3 separate regions of the Mus musculus genome follow, and regions 1 and 3 are each linked to region 2. Evidence: chromatin contacts called from public HiChIP or PLAC-seq and promoter capture Hi-C data. All regions are on one chromosome and are shown on one strand. Each heading gives the region's core, a stretch centred on a gene start, on an enhancer-like site or on the middle of the called end of the contact. The rest is flanking DNA. Distances are from core to core; before and after follow the strand shown.

The links. Promoter capture Hi-C pulls out the DNA fragments that hold promoters and counts their contacts. HiChIP or PLAC-seq counts read pairs in DNA pulled down with a chosen protein or histone mark.
Region 1: a contact with region 2 is called in a promoter capture Hi-C map of pre-B cells. The contact joins the promoter of Otud6b here to the promoter of 1700123M08Rik in region 2. A contact is called at or near these places in 9 of 39 promoter capture datasets (3T3-L1-derived adipocytes, cranial neural crest, hematopoietic stem and progenitor cells and 5 more), 3 of 484 Hi-C or Micro-C datasets (B cells, CD4 T cells and CD8 T cells), 2 of 115 datasets of contacts at active chromatin or transcription factors (astrocytes and large pre-B cells) and 2 of 9 other capture datasets (adipose tissue and liver).
Region 3: a contact with region 2 is called in an H3K27ac HiChIP or PLAC-seq map of embryonic stem cells, with 7 times the contacts expected there. The contact joins the promoter of Pip4p2 here to the promoter of 1700123M08Rik in region 2. A contact is called at or near these places in 8 of 39 promoter capture datasets (the 3T3-L1 cell line, cranial neural crest, embryonic stem cells and 4 more), 1 of 484 Hi-C or Micro-C datasets (B cells), 6 of 115 datasets of contacts at active chromatin or transcription factors (astrocytes, embryonic forebrain, embryonic stem cells and 3 more) and 1 of 9 other capture datasets (adipose tissue).

What each region holds. Positions count from the first base shown.
Region 1 is chr4:14,825,007-14,827,706 of GRCm38.p6, forward strand. It overlaps Otud6b (OTU domain containing 6B), which reads right to left and starts at 1,407. Exons shown (of 7, transcript NM_152812.4): 1 at 1,285-1,407; 2 at 493-647. The coding sequence starts at 1,366.
Region 2 is chr4:11,965,292-11,967,991 of GRCm38.p6, forward strand. 1700123M08Rik (RIKEN cDNA 1700123M08 gene) reads left to right here and starts at 1,283. Exons shown (of 5, transcript NR_040577.1): 1 at 1,283-1,392. Pdp1 (pyruvate dehyrogenase phosphatase catalytic subunit 1) reads right to left here and starts at 1,159. Exons shown (of 3, transcript NM_001098230.1): 1 at 1,011-1,159; 2 at 323-357. The coding sequence starts at 353.
Region 3 is chr4:14,862,905-14,865,604 of GRCm38.p6, forward strand. It overlaps Pip4p2 (phosphatidylinositol-4,5-bisphosphate 4-phosphatase 2), which reads left to right and starts at 1,315. Exons shown (of 7, transcript NM_028264.4): 1 at 1,315-1,533. The coding sequence starts at 1,428.

The DNA of each region.
Region 1 (2,700 bases), core at 157-2,656, 2.9 Mb after region 2:
ATTAAGAAGCTTTGCCGAGGTTACAATCTCATTCATCAGGAGTTCCTGACGAGCAGTCTCGGCTGCCAACTTTCACTCAAGGCAAACCTTATCTGGCAATAACTTATACTTTACATGGTTATTAGGTTAAGGAAGTAGGCACTTTTTTGCTGTTCTTCCATTTAAAAAAAGAAAATCTGCCCATAAACCTGGTCACAAAAATACTAAAGAAATGTACAGCTAGGTGTGGTGGTGCATGCCTGTAATCCCAGCACTTGTGAAGTCACACCAGTAGGATCTGAAGTTAAAGTTCAAGGTTTAGCCTCTGCTCCAAATCCACATGGGTGACAGCCTAGACTACAAGGCACTCTGTCTAAAAAAACTAATGTCGAGGAAATGTGATGTGTGACTGTATGACTCGATTTCAGAATTTTGAGACCGTATTCAATAAGCAGTTCAACACACTCAGACAGCTGTTTGCTCGGGCTCAGAGACAAGCTTCGCTCCCCATACCTTACTGTCCTTGAAAGTCAATTGCTTCAATTGCTCCAGTTCTTCCCTGTGTTTTTGCTCCATTTCTCTTTCCAATTTAGCAACATCTTCCGTGAGCTGCTTCCTCCTCTTTTTGTCGTTTTTGGGAACAGCGTTCTTCATTCCCTGAATTTTGGCTAAAAAAAGTCATCAAAACAGCCGTGTCAGAGCCCCCGGACCAAAAAGCGAAAAGCAGTTAAGAGGGTGGGAAGAGGTACAATTATAGAATGTAAAGTAATTATAGAAGCAATTAATCATGACACAACAATCAGCTACGGAGAAAGGTCCGGATGAGGCTTGCGACCCAACGTAAACACAATCTCGAATTTGTTTGGTTTGACAGGGCAAAACCAAGGTTAAAAAACTATACTAAGGTAAAACTTCTGCCTTTTAAATATCTTTCTCTGTGACCGACAAGCCAAGGAGAAGCAATTCAGACCACACCACTAAGGCCAGGCGTCGGGATCGGGGGCAGGAATGGGAAGGGAGGAAGAGGAGGTCCAAGACTTTGGTCTCCAGGCACATCACTCAGCAGCAGCACGTGCACCGGACCCGCTAGGGGTCCACGGCAGGTCGCACACGGGGACATCTCCGGGGACTGCAAATAAGGGGGTCGAGGGAATGGGGAAAGCTGGAGAAGACTGATCAAAAGTTATCTGAGGGAAAGCCTAGACGGATCCAGGACGTGTGCCCGTCCAGGTACCAGAGGACACACTCCACGCTCCCAGCCTTGGGTGTGGACGCCTCTTACATTCCCAGCCCCTTTCCCGTCACCTTGCAGCTCCTTCTTCTCCTTCCGATGCCTTCTCACCAGCTGCTCCTCATCATCGAGCTCTTCAGCCACGACCTCCTCCATGACGACCAGGCGGCCCGGCACCCGCGCTGAAGGAGATCCGCACCTCAGGAGGGCCAGCACCTCCCACTCCTCAACCCTCACCCGGGGCGCCATTGGCCGCCGGGAAGGCCCAGCCCCGCCTCAAGGCGGCTCCGGATCCAGGTCTAACCACTGAAACCGGGAGACGCCGACATGGGCTAGGGCGCCTGCGCGCTCGGACCGCTCTGGGCGGCGCGCCGGAAGCTGGGATTGTGCGATTAAGGACGCGCCCGGCGCTGGAGCAACCGCAGCACAAAGCTACGCGCCAGGCGATTGGCCCTGACGGGGCGCACGGAGATGACATCACGGACGTTCTTTCGCACAGCTTTCAATTTGTGCTTTAGAACGCTCCGTAGTTGTCCTCTTTGCCAAAACATGTTGAAAAGATTTTTTTTTTAATTTTAATAAAAGCGTGGTTTGTTTTCAATGAGGATCTTTACGTTATATTAGTCATACACTAGGGAATGGTTTGTTTTTTGTTTTTTTACAATGTGGTAAAAGGGGAAACGCTAAGTAAGGAATGCCTACTCTTGAAATAAGTGATGAAAGAGATAAAAAAGGACTAAGCTTAGTAAAGTCCATTTGCTAAATTCAGTTGTAAAACGATTAACAGTGATGTCAGGGTGTTTTGAAGATTTGAGGCAAGATTTAACAAATGTAACTCGTGTGCCACAAAAACAAATTAGCAAAGGCAAACAAGAATGCTCACGGAATGGTGGCAGGAGTGGAAGACTCAGAGTGTTGGTCCAGTAAAATTTAAAAAAAAAAAAAAATCTCTATTTAGGGCTGATTGTGGTTGTGTAGGCCTTTAATCCCAGCACTTAGGAGGCAGGCAGGCAGATCTCTGTGAGTTTGAGGCCAGCCTGTCTACATAGGGAGTTCCAGGATGTCCAGAGAGTTACATAGGTGAGACCCTGTCTCAAAAGTCGATAGACAGGGGCTGGCGAGATGGCTCAGTGGATAAGAGCGCCAACTGCTCTTCTGAAGGTCCCGAGTTCAAATCCTAGCAACCACATGGTGGCTCACAACCATCCATAGCGAAATATGATGCCCTCTTCTGGAGTGTCTGAAGACAGCTACAATGTACTTTCATATAATAAATAAATAGATCTTAAAAAAAATAGATAGACAAACATATTCTTTTTTATATATAAATGCCTGAGACAGAACAAAACAAATGAAGTTGAAATAATATTTCTGGAAATAATTGAAAACTTATTTCCAGAGATGAATAATGAACTGCACCTACAACTGTATAAACCTGTAAGGGGTTGTATTAGTCAGGGTTCTCTAGAGTCACAGAACCTATGGAAAGT
Region 2 (2,700 bases), core at 33-2,532:
TAATTTTTCAGCATTTTCTGGAAACGCCTAGCCATTTCACAGCTCAAGTTCAGTGTCTACAAGAATGAAGAAAAGCCATTATCCTTAAAACACAAAGAACCAAACCAGCACTTGTTTGGTCAGTTTCGTGTGTCCCAGAATATCACACTTAAGCTATCAAAAAATAAAAATAAAAATAAAATCTGGTCCAGAGCGCCTTTGTCTCCTTTTCCTTATCTCACCCTTTAATTCCATGAGGACCCCTAGAGCCATCCATTCATACACAAAATCAGTCACCATCCTTCCCTGGGTACCCAACACAGGTAGTTATGTGAATACCTACCAATTCGTCTGGGCCCGGGACACACACACATTCTCCTGTCATCACAACACGGAGCCGACAACATCCACAACCCGCGCGGACAGCAGCAGCGACAGCAGCAGCGGCCCATTGAAAGCAAAGCAGAGATGCTCATTAGAGGAGGCGGCGGCGGGGAGGCGGGAGCGGAGGAGGGGCGAGGTCTCGCAGCAGCCCAGTGAATGGGCTGGGAGGGGAGGAGAGAATGGAGGGGGGAGAAAGGGGAGGGGAGAAGAAGAAACCAAACAAACCCACCCGGCAGGCGAGGCGGCATCACAGCCCCCGGCGGGCAACTCCAGGAGCCCGGACAGGCGCACCGCCGCCGCTCCATGCAGCCAGCGCACCGAGCCCACAAGCACTCAGCATCTTCAGGCCCGCCCGGCCCCACGCCGCGCCCGCTTCCGCAGAGCTCCAGGCACAGCCCGCCGTGGGCAGCCGGCTCCGCCACGCGGGGCCAAGCGTGTCAGCGGGGAGCCGAGGCAGACACGCCCGGGCCACAGCGGGCGCCCCGCGCGCTGACAGCCGGGTGCCGCCCGGGACCCGCGGCAGCTCCTCGCGACCGAGGCTCCGCGCGCACCCGGCCCTCCACCCGCGGCCGCTCCCCACGCGCGCCCTCCACTTCACCGCCCTGACGCCCCCTCACGACTCGGCAGCGGTGGACGAGGATACCAACCGGGCACAGTCGAGCACCCGCTGCGGTCTGCCCCGGGTGGCGGCCGCACCCCTCCGTGCGCGTCCTTCCCTCACTCAGCACCACGCAGCACCCCGGCGCGCTGCAGCTCGGCCCAGGCCAGCCCACTCCGCGCCCCTGCCTCGCCCGGCCTCCACCCTGCCCCGCCCCCACAGGCGCTCTTGAGCTCTTCGCCTTCTGATTGGCTGCGCAATGGCGGGTGGGCGGGACCCGGAGGGCCAGAGGGGCGGGGGGCGGAAGAGGGCGCGCTCCCCGCCAGTTTTGTGACGTCACGGAGGTCAGACAATCCCTTCCATTTGGCGCGGCTAGCCTATTGGTTCCACGCGTGCGCGCGCCCCGTGACCACGCCCTGTTGCTGGTGAAGGTGGGTTTGCGCGTGCCGCGAGGTGGACAGCCTTGGTTGGGTTGCGTTTGGACTCCCAGATGGGGAAGCGCCTGGGCGGGATCCAGCATCCCTGAGCGCGTGGCGCTTTGGTAGCCAGTTGCTTCCTGGCGGGCGGGCTTTCGCGAATGCCTGGCACTTCTGCTGGGCCCCGCGTGCTGCTCTGGGCTGGCCTGAGAGCCAAGCCTCCTCTGCACTGGGCTGCCCCAGGTAGACCGCGGGAACAACACAATTGAGGCGTGGCAGAGCGTCTCGGCGGTGTCTCGCTTCATTCATTCAAGATCAAGTTGCTGATTTTAGGGTTATTAGGTCGGATTGATAGTCAATTATTTTTATGTCTCCGGGCTAGGAAGCTGTAAACAAAAGCAAAAGGAAGTTTGATGAAGGAATTCTTATCTTTGTAGATAAGAATAACACGAGTGCTCTTGTTCTTGGAAGGACTTTGAAATCAGCATTCCCTCCTTGGTCCCTGACTCATTCAGAGTTATGAATTTTAAAATGCAGCCAGTGAAAGTGGGAAGAGCACTGAACTTGGAGTCAGAAGAGCCTTTCAAGTTATTCCCAGTGACAAAAATCCATCTTCCTCCCATGAGACTCAGTTTGCCTATCTGTGGGGTGAGGTTAGGCTTAAGATGTGCTAAACAACACACTAAGGGTTCTTGCTGCCATCTGCGGTTGTCTCTTTATGGGACAGTGCCTTCTTCACTTACCTACATCCACATAGATGCCATCTTCATGACATGAAACTTTCTTGGGAGAAGCTATGCTTCTGCCCAGTGTTAATGAGTTTACGTTGATTTATTCTACACCTTATTAACTAATAAAGTTTACAAAGTAATTTGGACTAGATAGATGAACTCCCAAGTTTACTGTGAAATTTTATTAATCCTGAAGTATTTAAATTTTTATGTAATAAAGGAAAAACCTTATATAACCAAACCTGCAATTCATAATTCCCCAAATCTTTCAAGCTGCCTCTATTTCTAAACTGGAGAATTTGCTCATCCCCAGAAGAGGCTTACGGGCAGAGATGATTGGTGAGGGGGAAAATATAGGTACCTTTCCCCAACCAAGAACAAACAAGCCAAGATCCCCATCAGTCCCCTGCCTTCCCCTCTTGGAGAAGAGATACATTTATCCTCTCCTAACAACAATCAAGATTAGCCATTTCTACTTAGAGACAGTCCCAATATATCTGATGCAAGGGTTTAGTTTGGTGTGTACACAGTAAGGCAAGAGTGTATCCTCAGCGTTTTAGGGAGAATGCCATATTCCCGGACTTTGCCTATG
Region 3 (2,700 bases), core at 65-2,564, 2.9 Mb after region 2:
GATCCTAAATGTGATTTGAGTAGTTTCGAATGTCTGCTGTTTATACGGACTGAAATGTAAGGGGCAACTCCCAATCTCCGGTACAGCTATTTCACTGTGGGACTTTTCAGCCACCTTGAGCATGGAGACCACACCCTAGATACTTGGGGACACCTGGAAGGTGAGTAAATAATTCTTCCGAAGTCACTCAGAAGAACCTCAGCAGGAAAGCTATTATTCTGATTGCATTTTTATTTGGATGTGTTCTAAACTTTGGTTTGTTTCTGTTGTTTTTTTAAAAAATGTAAATCGCATTGGAATCAAATGACAAAACATCAAAAAAGGGTAACAAAAATGTAAATAGAAAATAAGACAATAAGTCTGTTGAGTATTTAAAAACATTTATTAAAAAAACTGTGTGTGTGAGTGTGTGTGTTGATGTAGGCCTGATGAAGGTATTGGATTCCTTTTACTAGAGTTACAGGTGGTTTGTGAGCCACGAAATGTGGGTGCTGAGAACTGGCTTTTGTGACCTAAGCAAGATCAGTGAGCACCTTAATCAGTGTGCTAGCTCTTCAGTACAATGACCTTTTTTTAAAAAAAGAAAAATCTTTTGTAGGAAAAAGGTTTAATTTTTACATTATACAAAAAAGCCCCATTATTCTACAAAAACTAAAATGACAGTCTATTTTGTAAAACGGAAGTTGTAAAAGTTAACACTTATGCTTAAAGTGCCAAAAATCAAATGTCAGCACTCTTATTCCTAAAAAAAAAAATCAAGGAAAAGAGGAAAGCCTAATGCGCAGGCACCAACATTTCTCAGACAACAGATTCTCAGCTATGGTTCATAACAAAGAAGAAACCTCTCCGAAGAAAATGATAACCCAAGAAATAAGTTTTCTTCACCCAGCTGCAAAGTTTACCAGACAAGTTAGACTCTCCTACTTCCTGGAGGAGCTGAACTTGATTGCTCTGGTTTTGCCCGTAATCCAGTACAGGCCTTTCAGTGCCTCTCAAAGCTGCTCTTTATCCTCGGTTCCCTTAGTTTAAAAGATTCCTCACCCTCTCTTTCCCTTTGCCCCTCCTCTTGCTTACTTGATCTCTTCCCCTCCCCCACTTCCTAATCAGTCCTCCCGTCTCCCCTTTTCTCAGACTGGCTGGCTTTCCCTCCACACTTCTTCCCTCCCTCCTCCTTCTCCTCCTCCTCCTCCTCCTCCTCCCGGGCTCTTTCTTTCCTCTCCAGTCCCCTCCCCCAGCATGCCTCCCGGCGTGCTTCCCTTCCCCCGGCCTCGCGGTCCCGCACCCTCCCCTCCCCCGCCTCCTGCCTTGTGACACATCCTGGGCCCTCCCGGAGGCCGTAGCGGCGGCGCGGCGGCATTGCTGGCCACCACCTCCTCCCTAGCCGCAGCCCAGCTCAACCCGCGGCCCGCCGCGCTGTCGCTGCAGTCATGGCTGCTGACGGGGTGGACGAACGTTCGCCTCTGCTGTCAGCATCCCATTCGGGAAATGTCACTCCCACAGCCCCGCCGTACTTGCAGGAAAGCAGCCCCAGAGGTAAGGCCGGCATAGACCTTTCTGCTTCTCGCAGAAACGTCTGGAAGGATGGAAGGATGAATGCCGGGGAGCTCTAGCGCGGAGGCGGAGGAGAGCTTCTCCCTTGGGCTGGGGGAAAAGGATGCCTTCCCAGGCTCTGCCTGCCTACCCGAAAGCCTGTCTGCAGGGCTTCGCTGCTGCTGCTTGTGGTGTGGAGTGTGTGCTTGAACACTTCCTTCCCAGCTTCAGGATCGGACATGAATTTTCCCAAGCTCCGAGCTGCTGTTTCCAAAGCAGCCCCTAAGTGCAGCTGGGCGGTGGTGCAGATCCTTCAGTCATTCACAAGTGCTTTCGGTTGCTGAAAAACACGGGGCACTGCTCACCCTGGCATCTGCCCTTGAGAGGACTTCAGCAGGAAACATCTTAGTCCCTTACACTCGGCCCCGGAGTGCAAGCAGGGAACTGCCTAACCAGAAGCAACAGAGTTTATCCCTAATATGTCCGAAATTCCTAAGCTACGGGCATTGCTGCCTGTAAGGAGTGTGTTTCATAGCTTCAGTGGTGAATGAAGAGCCTTCCGTTAGGAAGGAGGAATTTTTTAAATGCATGTCTGGGTGAGGTTGAAATTAACTTCTAAAAAGTTCCCCAAGTTTATACCGTATATATTTTTAGTTTTGTTTTTCAGTGTAGAATTAAAAAGGGATTTGGAGAAATGGTGTGGTGAAGGAGAAGTCTCTTTACCAAAGGATTCGATTTATTCAAGCACTGTCTTTGTTCAAAGTCTTTGGGAGTGTTTACTACGGTAGTCTGGAAGGCAAGCCTTACAGAGATCATTAAATATGGCACGTGCAAGCGTACCTTACTTCATCTTGCTCTTTTGGCTGGATGTGAATGAAGTTTAAAACCCAAGGAGGCCAAAGTTAATAGTGTTTTGGGAATATAAGCAGGTCACGTGTCTTGTAACACAACTTCTAAGTTCATGTCTGAAATGGGGCAGGGGGGGGCGCGGGGGGGGGCGGGAAACACTACAACAGGTTGAAGTTGTCTGGCATTTAACATTTCTTTTTAACATTTTATAACTTGAAAATCAACATTCTGGGTCTCAATCTATAAACAGAAGCAGAACAAAGGAAAACTGTGGTTAGCTGGGAGTAATTCAGAGTGATTGACAGCCTGAGAGGAAAGGGG